Linked DNA regions of Mus musculus: region 1 is linked to region 2. Evidence: chromatin contacts called from public Hi-C data. All regions are on one chromosome and are shown on one strand. Each heading gives the region's core, a stretch centred on a gene start, on an enhancer-like site or on the middle of the called end of the contact. The rest is flanking DNA. Distances are from core to core; before and after follow the strand shown. Region 1 overlaps Atxn2 (ataxin 2). Region 2 holds the start of Acad12 (acyl-Coenzyme A dehydrogenase family, member 12).

What was found. A called contact is a pair of places that touch in the nucleus more often than the background predicts.
Region 1: a contact with region 2 is called in a Hi-C map of muscle stem cells, with 2.0 times the contacts expected there. The contact joins the enhancer-like site here to the promoter of Acad12 in region 2. A contact is called at or near these places in 2 of 484 Hi-C or Micro-C datasets (cerebellum and muscle stem cells) and 3 of 9 other capture datasets (adipose tissue, liver and pancreatic islet).

What each region holds. Positions count from the first base shown.
Region 1 is chr5:121,768,202-121,773,426 of GRCm38.p6, forward strand. It overlaps Atxn2 (ataxin 2), which reads left to right. Exons shown (of 25, transcript NM_009125.2): 6 at 4,466-4,587. Among named protein-coding and RNA genes, the nearest start is that of Mir7031, 48 kb to the right of the region's middle. Within about 2 kb of position 1,495, at least 6 of the 459 cell types and tissues checked have an H3K27ac peak or open chromatin away from gene starts, as enhancers often do. A contact at or near this core is called in muscle stem cells, where this site is marked.
Region 2 is chr5:121,616,913-121,621,560 of GRCm38.p6, forward strand. It overlaps Acad12 (acyl-Coenzyme A dehydrogenase family, member 12), which reads right to left and starts at 2,026. Exons shown (of 11, transcript NM_178799.3): 1 at 1,859-2,026. It overlaps Acad10 (acyl-Coenzyme A dehydrogenase family, member 10), which reads right to left. Exons shown (of 21, transcript NM_028037.4): 21 at 4,117-4,467. The coding sequence ends at 4,297.

The DNA of each region.
Region 1 (5,225 bases), core at 245-2,744, 150 kb after region 2:
GGAAGAGCAAGTCAGTGCTCTTAACCACTAAGCCATCTCTCCAGCCCCAAAGTTAACCCATTAAACCTCACCCACCCAAGGACCAGGTAACTTCCTAGAATTCTGGGGATTGTACAGATGGAAAAGTATGGTGGCCATATGGGTGTGTCCTTTAAAATTCCTACAACATATGTCTCAGGGCCACTCAACTGGGAATTATAAGGAGAGATCCTGACCAAAGTCATTCCTGGTCAGTATTTGAATACATTTGGCTCAAAAGTGTGGAACTGGTTTCCTATTTTGAATCTCAAAATTAACATTTGGAGGCCTCAGTGAGATAGGCCTTTCCATCCCAAATTCTGGAGCTAGGATTTCACTCTGGCTCCCCCACCCCCATGTTCATGCTGGGAAAAATGAAATAGCATTTTTTATGGTAATTCATAGAAGCCAAGGGAGACATCCCACAACAGTTTCTGTGGCCTTGGCTGTTCTAGAATTAGCTTCGTAGACCAGGTTAGCATCAAACTCAGATTTTGCCTGCCTTTGCCTCCATCTCCTGAGTGCTCGGGTTAACATCATGTCCCACCACTGCCTGGCTTTATTTTAAATTATATATATGTGTGGTATGTGCACGTGCTCATGAGTGCCCACGTAGACCATAAGTTACATTAACAGATGGTTGTAGGCCATCCAACATTGGTGTTGGGAATTGGGTTTGGGTTATCTGGAAGAGCAGTATGTGCTGCTGTTAAAATGCTTGAGGCATCTCTAGTCCCTTGAAGATTTGCTTGTTTGGGGGACAAGATCTTACTTATCATGGGCTAACTCGGAAGTTTTTATGTAGCTGAGCATGTCTTTTAACTTCCGTTTCTCCTGTCCTCACCGGATACATACTGGGGATGGCAGACATTGTGCTGTTATGCCCAGTGTACTTCAGTATTGTGTAACAGAAAAGAGAGATCATTTGTATGCCATTACATTTGCCTGTGTAGTGTGTATACTTGTGATGCGGGGGCTTGAAAATAGAGCCGTGTGCATGACAGCCATGCATTCTGCCCCTCAGCCATCCCCGATTCCTGTCTGTTCTGTTTAATCTGGTCCTCCTTCAGCTTCTGCCCTTTGCTGTTTTTAATTAACCAGGCATGGTGGCACAGGCACACTGAGGCAGGAGAATTGCCATATGTTACAGCTTAGTCTAGGTCTGCTGAGTTTGAGGTCATTCTAGGCTGTTTCAGAATGAGCTCCAATCTCAAGAACAAACTCAGCTGGATGGTAGTAGCACATACCATAAATACCAACACTTAGTAGGCAAGAGGCAGTCGGATCTCTGGGTTCAAGGCCAGCCTGGTCCTCAGATCAAGTTACTAGCTACACAGAGAAACCCTATGTCTAGAGAGAGGAAAAACACCCAAAACACACTCCTGATTCTATGTGAGCACTCAGTTACCGTGTGTGAATTCCCTTTCTTTATGTATGTAGTCGGGGAAATGAAGCAGGCTGAATAAAAATGCCCTCTTAGCAGCCTACAGTGTAGACAGCAAGAGGAGCCTGATCTGGGAATTCTTTTGGCCCACTCACTCCTCCATAGCTATCTCCTGAATAGGCTGCTATCTTGTCTTGCTCAGGATCAGAACACAAAACAGTAGGTAAAAGTTTGTGGGTTGGTTTTTGTAGGTTTTTTTTTTTGTTTTGTTTTGTTTTGTTTTTTTTTTTTTTTTGGTCGCTTCTCCCCTCCCTGCCCCCAACCCTCACAGTGGTATCTTTGTGTGGCGTGAAATACTAAAAAATGCAACCCATGATATTCCAGCTGGTCCCAGCCGGCCTTGTTCTCATCTTTGGCAAACTCTCTGACGTGGAGCTCTGAAATCTTGCCACAGGACTCGCTAAGTTCCCACTGGGTCACTACCACGCCAGCCCCGCTCTTCCAAATTCCCATGGCCTTTTGGGGTGCACTTCTTGCAAACCCATGCTTTGCAGCCCTACCTTTCTTTCTGGAACCCAGTTGAGTTGCCATGTGAAGGAAAAGACCACACAAACTTAGTTCAGGATCAACAGTTAATTCAGTTGCTGGGCACAACAACTAGAATCCTAATCTTGTAAGCCATATTAAATATAAATCACCATCTAAATGGGGGCCACTTGTAGCTACATCTTGTCCTCCCACTGTCCCTGTCCAAAAGCCCTCTTGCGGAAGCTGAATTAACATCAAAATACAAACAGCATCAGGGCTATCCACAACACTTTTGAGAGGAGCTTTTGGTTCATCCCACACCTGCTGACATTTTTATACACCTCCCCCATAAACAAGAAAAGGTCCATTTAGGCCAGCTGTGGTAGACATCTATATTCCCTAAGTCTGAAGATGGATAATCATAGAGTTATAGGCTGTTGTACCAGACTATTTATTTGACAGAGTTCTGTCTCCAAAAAAGGATTATAATTTGTGTGGTTGTGAGACAGTCTTCTATGCTTTTAACTTTCATGATAATGTCTTCCTTTCCTATGTTCCTTTTTCTGTCTGTGTCTGTCTGCCCTCCTTCTCCCTCTCTCTCTCCCTTCCTCTTTCTTTTTAAGGTAGGATCTTATTGTATGTATTGTACAATAGTGAACCTCCTACCCAAGCCTCCCAGTTTGGGGGCTCAGCTCCCAGCTTTGAGTTCTAACTTCCTGAATTAGAATGTTAGTTTTTTTATACTGAGTTTGTGTTTAAATTCCTGCTTTTGCAACACTGGTGATTAACATGTTAACAGGATTTTGTTTTTGAACATTGTTGCAGCTTTTGTGTAGAGATGAGTCTGAATGACTCTAAGTGCCCTGTAATCTACTTCTGTGGTTTTGGTTCCTTGTAGTTGAAGAGATCCCAGGATCCTAACAAATACTTGTTTGCCATTATTATCGGAATCACTCCTCTTTCTGAAGGTATACACAAGTAAATTCAATTGATTGTTCAATCAGACTCACTCTCTTTTTTTTTTTTTTTAAGAATAAATTTATTTCATGAATACGAGTACACTATAGCTGTCTTCAGACACACCAGAAGAGGCCATCAGATCCCAACCCCAGTAAACCTTTTAAAATTGATTTACCGGCTGGAGAGGTGGCTCAGTAGTTAAGAGCACTGACTGCTCTTCCAGAGGTCCTGAGTTCAATTCCCAGCAACCACGTGGTGGCTCCCAACCATCTGTAATGGGATCTGACACCCTCTTCTGGGGTGTCTGAAGACAGCTACAGTGTACTTATATACATGAAATAAGTTTTAAAAAAGTTTTGCTCAGGTGTATCTTGATCTGAGTGCAGGTGTCTGCAGGAATCAGAAGAGGAGGTCAGATCTCCTGGACTTGACGAGTCTCCCAGTATAGGTGCTGAGAGCCAAAGCTGGATCCTGCAAGAGCAGGGCCGTCTCTCCAGCTCCACAACTTAATTTTTACCAATAGTTGATAGAGTTGTCAGATGATGTAGGATAGGGCTTGAGTCAAGCTAGCAGGAAATAATGAGGCTGACTAGTTAGGGCTGTTTGTAGCTTCCAGTTGCTGGGGGGTTGGGAGATGAGCAACATCTTATGCTCTGCAAAAAGCTTTATCCTGAGCGCAGTTCCATTCTACTGTTGCTCAGAGGGCTCCCTGTGTGCACTCTTTGTCCTTATCATTGATAGTAGCAGGAGACATCTGCTGGTGAGGCCTCGTATGTATGGTGCACATTCATGTCTATTTGCCCCTAATTTGGGAAGACAGGTGGTTAGGGCTACCTAGCCGTGCAGATGTGTGACCATGAGCATTCCTGATGCTGTTCAACTCTTTAACTCCCAGCTGTAGAGCAGTAAGGTCAGCTGAGCATGTAAGTGCCAAACATTTTCATAAGCTAGACTCCTCAAGGGATATTACAAGGAGTGGGATTGGGTGCATGTCAGTGAGCCTGGGCTGCTAGAAGTACCCATGAGGCTGCCGGAGACAGCAGCACTGCAGAATCTGAACAGCTTCTTGTTTGGTTTTCTGAGACAGGGTTTCTGTATGTAGCTCTGGCTGTCCTAGAACTTGCTCTATTGACCAGGTTAGCCTTGAACTCAGAGATCTGCCTGCCTCTGCCTCCTGAGTGCTGGGACTAAAATTGTGAGACACCACTGTCCTGCTTGAATCTGAACTTCTTAAGGTGATATTGAGGAACTGTTTTGGAAAGGGACAGATCACTTAGGAATGGTCTTACTTATTAATATCTGTATTGTCAGGAGGTACATTTGGATACTGCACAGAGACCTAAGCTTAGAAAGTTAAAACCATTCTGCCTAGTCACACATGGTGGGCACTTGCTAGCTATCCCAGAACTGAGAAGGTACATGCAGGAAGGAGTGCTACAAGTTCAAGGCTAGTCTGGGCTACATATTTCAGGCTATCTAGGGCTATATATAGTAAGACTGCCTCAACACAAAAACAAGACAACTAATGTATTTGGCTATAGATACTTAGTGTCGCCTGCCTGTTGTTCTTCACAGATGCTTTTACTGACTCTGCTCTCAGCGCAAAGGTGAATGGTGAGCACAAGGAGAAGGACCTGGAGCCCTGGGATGCAGGGGAGCTCACGGCCAGCGAGGAGCTGGAGCTGGAGAATGATGTGGTGAGTGCCCTCTGCACCCCAGCACTCAGTGTGAACGTGGGGAGAACTCCACACGTGCAGAGCAGCACTTTCTCTGGGCAGTTGCTAAAGAGGGAGAGAAGGAAAGAATTTCTCCCTGACTGGAGTCGGAGCACTCTTAAATTACTTCTTTGTGATGATCAGTTACTTCAGGGAACTGATAGTTACAAGATGGCAGCCTGTTTCGTTTTGAATACCAACCGAAAGCAGGTAGTGTTTAATTGTATGTTGACTTCCTTAGAAATGAGGTCAAGGTGGATAAAGAGTTATCATTAAGATAGTTTCAGGTTGGGTGTGACAACTGTGATGTCAGCACTCAGTCGTAGAAGAATAAGGGTTTAAGAGTTCAAGATCAGCCTCCACTAAAGAGAAAGTTTGAGGCTAGCCTGAGCTTTATAAAGACCCTGACTCAAAACAAAACACCAAAACACCAACAACAACAACAAAAAACCCAAGTCAGCTAGGTGTTACCTGCCTTAATACCAGGAGGCAGAGACAGACAGGTCTACATAGCAAGTTTAAGGCTAGCTACGGCTACACAGCCAGATAGTGGATGAAAAATAGCAATCATAAAAGATAAATACTTAGGTTACATTAAAATTAAAGCCTGGCCTAAATTT
Region 2 (4,648 bases), core at 776-3,275:
CTAATGTAGGCTTCCTGCCTCGATCATATTTCATAAATGACCACATGGTGTATAGTTTTATATTACAGACATGGTGTTGTAAAGACATAAGGGATCTTGTGTTTGACTGGTTTCCAAATCTGATTCTGCTATCCACTGACAGTGAGGTCCTAGATATGTTAGCCTCTCTGAGCCTCAGCTTCTTCCTCTGTAAAACGGGGACAATTACAGTACCTATTGCAAAGGTGGGGGCAGGTTACCATTGCCTAAGATACAGAATGTAGAGCTATCAAGTTAGTGTGTGTCACACTACTTAGGGTTATCTAACACTTGACTTGGGGGTGTGCCTCAGCAGAATGGCTTGTGCTTAGCATGTTGGAGACTCTAGGTCAACCTCAGCACCATAAACTAGTGTCTGACACAGTCAGATGATCTACACTCTGTGGATGCATGGTGCATTTTCATATATTCCCATTATTCTCCATGAGGGAGGTGTGATTTGGCTAGATCCATGCAAATTTTTTGGTGGTCATCATGAGTTGAGAGTACTACTGTGGTCTATGGTTCATGGGCACACATACACGCACCCAGAAGTGGTATCAGGACGTGAAATGTGAACAGAAGTTGGGAAACCCTAGCATTAAAAGGGTATGAGACATATTACATAGGAAATAGTGTGAACACCTCTATATATTGTATGTTCCTGTTAAAGGTACAATTTGTATACATGGCCTCTCCTGGACCTCTTACATTATAGCATGTACACAATATTATCTGCCCTGTCGTGTCATGTTTTTTTCTCCAAATACGCACTAATCTTACCTGGCTTTTCTCTCTCTCTTTCTTTCTCTCTCTCTCTCTCTCTCTCTCTCTCTCTCTCTCGTGTGTGTGTGTGTGTGTACTGGACATTATGTCGATTATGTCATGTGTGTTTGTGTGTTTATACTAGACACTGAACTCAGAGCTATAACCCAAGCATTCTACCACTGAAGTGCATTCCTCAGTGTGTGTGCTCACTATAGCACCTGCACAGAGGACAATCTTGAGTTAGTTCTATCCTGCTATCTTGTGAAGCACAAAGCCTTCAGCAGAAGTCTGTAACCCTGGCACTGGCGAGGTGGAAAAGGCAGGAGGGTCAGAAGTTCAAGGACATCCGATTCCAATACATAGAGAACACAGCTTATTTTTTCTCCAATATATAGGGTTCTCAGTATCTTGGGCTATACCAGACGTTGTCTCAAAACAATTAAACAATGGCCAGAAGGTGGTGGGGCAGGACTGTATAGAACTCCGGAAGCAGAGGCAGGCAGATCTATGAGTTCGAGGACAGCCTGGTCTACAGAGTGAGTTCCAGGACAGTTAGGCGTACTTGGAGAAACTCTGACTGGGAGAAGAAACCAATAAAAACAAACAAAATAAAACCAAACAGAATCAACAACAAAACCAATTTTAACCATGACCTCTAGGCTTTCCAGTGTATCCCTGTCTCTATACATCGTTTCATTTCTCAACCGTGCAGTTATGCATTAAGAGCTCAGGATCGCACGAGTGCCAAAGCTTGTCCTGTCTGGGGCTGTTTTCTTTTCTTTTTTCTTGTTCTTTTTTTTTTTTTTTTTAAGTTTTTTCGAGACAGGGTTTCTCTGTATAGCCCTGGCTGTCCTGGAACTCACTCTGTAGACCAGCTGGCCTCGAACTCAGAAATTCGCCTGCCTCTGCCTCTGCCTCCCAAGTGCTGGGATTAAAGGCGTGCGCCACCACACCCGGCTCTGGGGCTGTTTTCTGTGTCCGCAAAATCATCATCCCACGCAGCCCCGCAGTGCTCGGCTCTCAGTGGATTATCTGTGAAGCCACTGCGCTCCTAGCCAGCCCATCGTCATACCTGCAGAAAGTTACAACCCTGAGGTCGAAGACCCAGGAACCCTCTGATTCACGGTGAACCCTGCGGGAAAACTAGGGAGGACAAATGGAGGAGTCAGATGCAAAACAAACCAGAAGACTCAGCGCGCACTGCGCACGCTCCTCGGACACTGTCCAGACGGTCAGCCAAGGGGGGGGGGGGGGGGCAGAAGCGACTGACGAAAGCGCATGCGCGACTTGGGCCACGCCTCTTCCCGCCGGCGGGTGCGCGTGCGCGACCCCGCGGGTCAGAGACGGCGGCCGACAGACGGAAGCGGAGGTTGTGACTCGGCCACTTGGGGCTGCCGCTGCTGAGGCGGTGGCGGCGCTGCCACCGGTGGGCTCGTCCGGCCACCGGGGCCCACTCCGAGCAGGTGACTGGCCACACCGATCATTCTGTACTTTGAGCTAAAGATCGGAAGATTGGGAGTTTAAAGGCAGCCAGGGGTACAGCTTGATCTCACGCCAGAAAAGACAGGAGGTCACGTCCAAGTGTGGCGGTCGTCCAAGCCTTTATCCCAACTGGATTTTGGATGGAGCTTCAGTCACTCTGAACACTTGATGTCTTCTTGGATGGTTTGCAGTGTCAGCATGTCCTCACTGTGTGCCACAAGAGTGTGGTTTTACTTATTTCTTCTAGACTCAGGTACATGTCCAGTGTCTGCCACAGCTACTGCACAGGCATCGGTGCCGGGAAGCCGCTGTCCACCTGGGCAGCTGCTCTGCCTACGACAGCAGCCATTTCTAGCTCTACTTTTAGTTTCTTTCTGTCTCCTCCTGTCCTCTTCCCTTTCCTCTCCTTTCTTCTGTCTCTTTCTCCCTCTCTCCTTGCTAAGTACAGTTCTACCCCTAAACTCTCAGTCCCTGTCTGTCTGTTGTTTTAATGGAAGCAAGGTCTCAGGTCAGAGATGTAGTTCTGTTGGTGAATTCTTGCCTAGCATAGAAGCGAGGCTAGCCCCAAAAAGGATACCCTGGGTGGAATTCCTAGCACTGCCTGAACCAGACATGGTGCATCCTAGTTTTAGGGAGTTGGAGGCTTGAGGACCCGAAATTCAAGGTCATCCTTGACTATATAGAAAGCTTGAGGCTAGCCTAGTCTACATGAGACCCGTTTCTAAAGCAAACTAGGGGACCAGGGAGGTGCTCAGCAGGTAGAGCATTTCCTGCACTTGCAGTCACTGGTTTGGTTCCCAGCACCCAGGCTGAACAGCTGGGTGTTACTTCACAACCAGGAATCTGAAGGTCTCTTCTGGCTTCTACAAGTATTGTTTCACATGTTGTATAGAATATACTCAAGCACACACATGTGGACAGATACTATAAATCACGACTCTAAGATGGAAAGCAAGCCCTCACCACATAAATCCAGCTGATCTGGCACTCATGCAAGCAAAGCTAGCCTTGAGCTTCTGGCGTCCTTCACGTCTCCCCTGAGTGCCCCCTACACACATGCCCCTCTGCACCTGCCAGCTTCTTCAGGACTAAGGAGAGGCAGGTAGACTGGTGCTTCCTTCTTGCCTCTGCCTACTCCTGCGTTCTCCTTGCTCTTCATGACCGAGCAAAGATGGAATGGGTGCTTGATACACCTTGAACTTCCTCACTTGGTGGCACTTCAGTCACTTACAACTGTATCCCACTTCCTGACACGTTGACCCATCCAACAAAATGTGTTAATGACCAGTGAATATTAGTTCACCTCAATTGTCGTGGAAAGGGTTACCCCAGTGGGCATGCTGTCACATCTGTAATGCTAACACTTGGGAGGTGGAGGCAGGAGATTCAGGAGATGAAGGTCAACTGCTCTGAGGGGCAGCGTTTCATGTGTGTGTCTGGAGAGAAGAGCAGCTCAGCAGTTAAGTGCACTGGCTGCTCTTGCAGAAGACCCAGGGTAGGTTCGAGGACCCACATTGGGCTATTCACAGGCACTTAGAACCCCAGCTCCAGAGGATCTAACACCTTCTTCTGGCCTTGGTAGGCACACACATACTCATGACTATAAGCCTGTTTAGAAAATCTGGCTCAGGCCGGGCATGGTGGCGCATGCCTTTAATTCCAGCACTCGGGAGGCAGAGGCAGGAGGATTTCTGAGTTTGAGGCCAGCCTGGTCTACAAAGTGAGTTCCAGGGCTGCCTGCCAGGGCTACACAGAGAAACCCAGTCTCGAAAAAACCAAAAAAAAAAAAAAAAAAAAAAAAGAAAAAAAAGAAAAAGAAAAGAAAAAATCTAGCTCAGAACAGGATATAGTTGCAAATGTATTTAATTCCAGCACGTGGAAAGCAGAGGCAGGCAGGTCTCTGAAGAGACCCCAGAGAATATCTTCTTGAAAAGACCCTAGGAGGTTCAGGTCACAGTAACTGTCCCAGACTGAGTTGCTGGATAGGATGTGAGGACCACACATAGCAGACCATGCCAAACTCAGCATCTACACTCTGGGCACTGCTGGTTCCTGCATCCTGGACTGATTCTTCAGTTCCATCTTAGCCACTGTCAGCTGGTGTACTTCATCAGGGCCATCAGCGAAGCGCAGGGCTCGGGCCCAGCCAAAGAACTGAGCCAGGGGGTAGTCACTGCTGAGGCCCGCTGCTCCAAAGGCCTGGAGACACAAGAGTGGAAAAACAAGAAAGTCTGAGTTCTAAAAGTGGCAGGCTGCTCAAAACAGCTGGCGACTGCTGTCTTGACTGAGGTCCTCTGTGTCACTATGTGTCCCAGACTTCACATAGGGCCATATTGTCATCCTTTGGATGCCCTGCTCACCAAGCCCATTCTCCATGGTT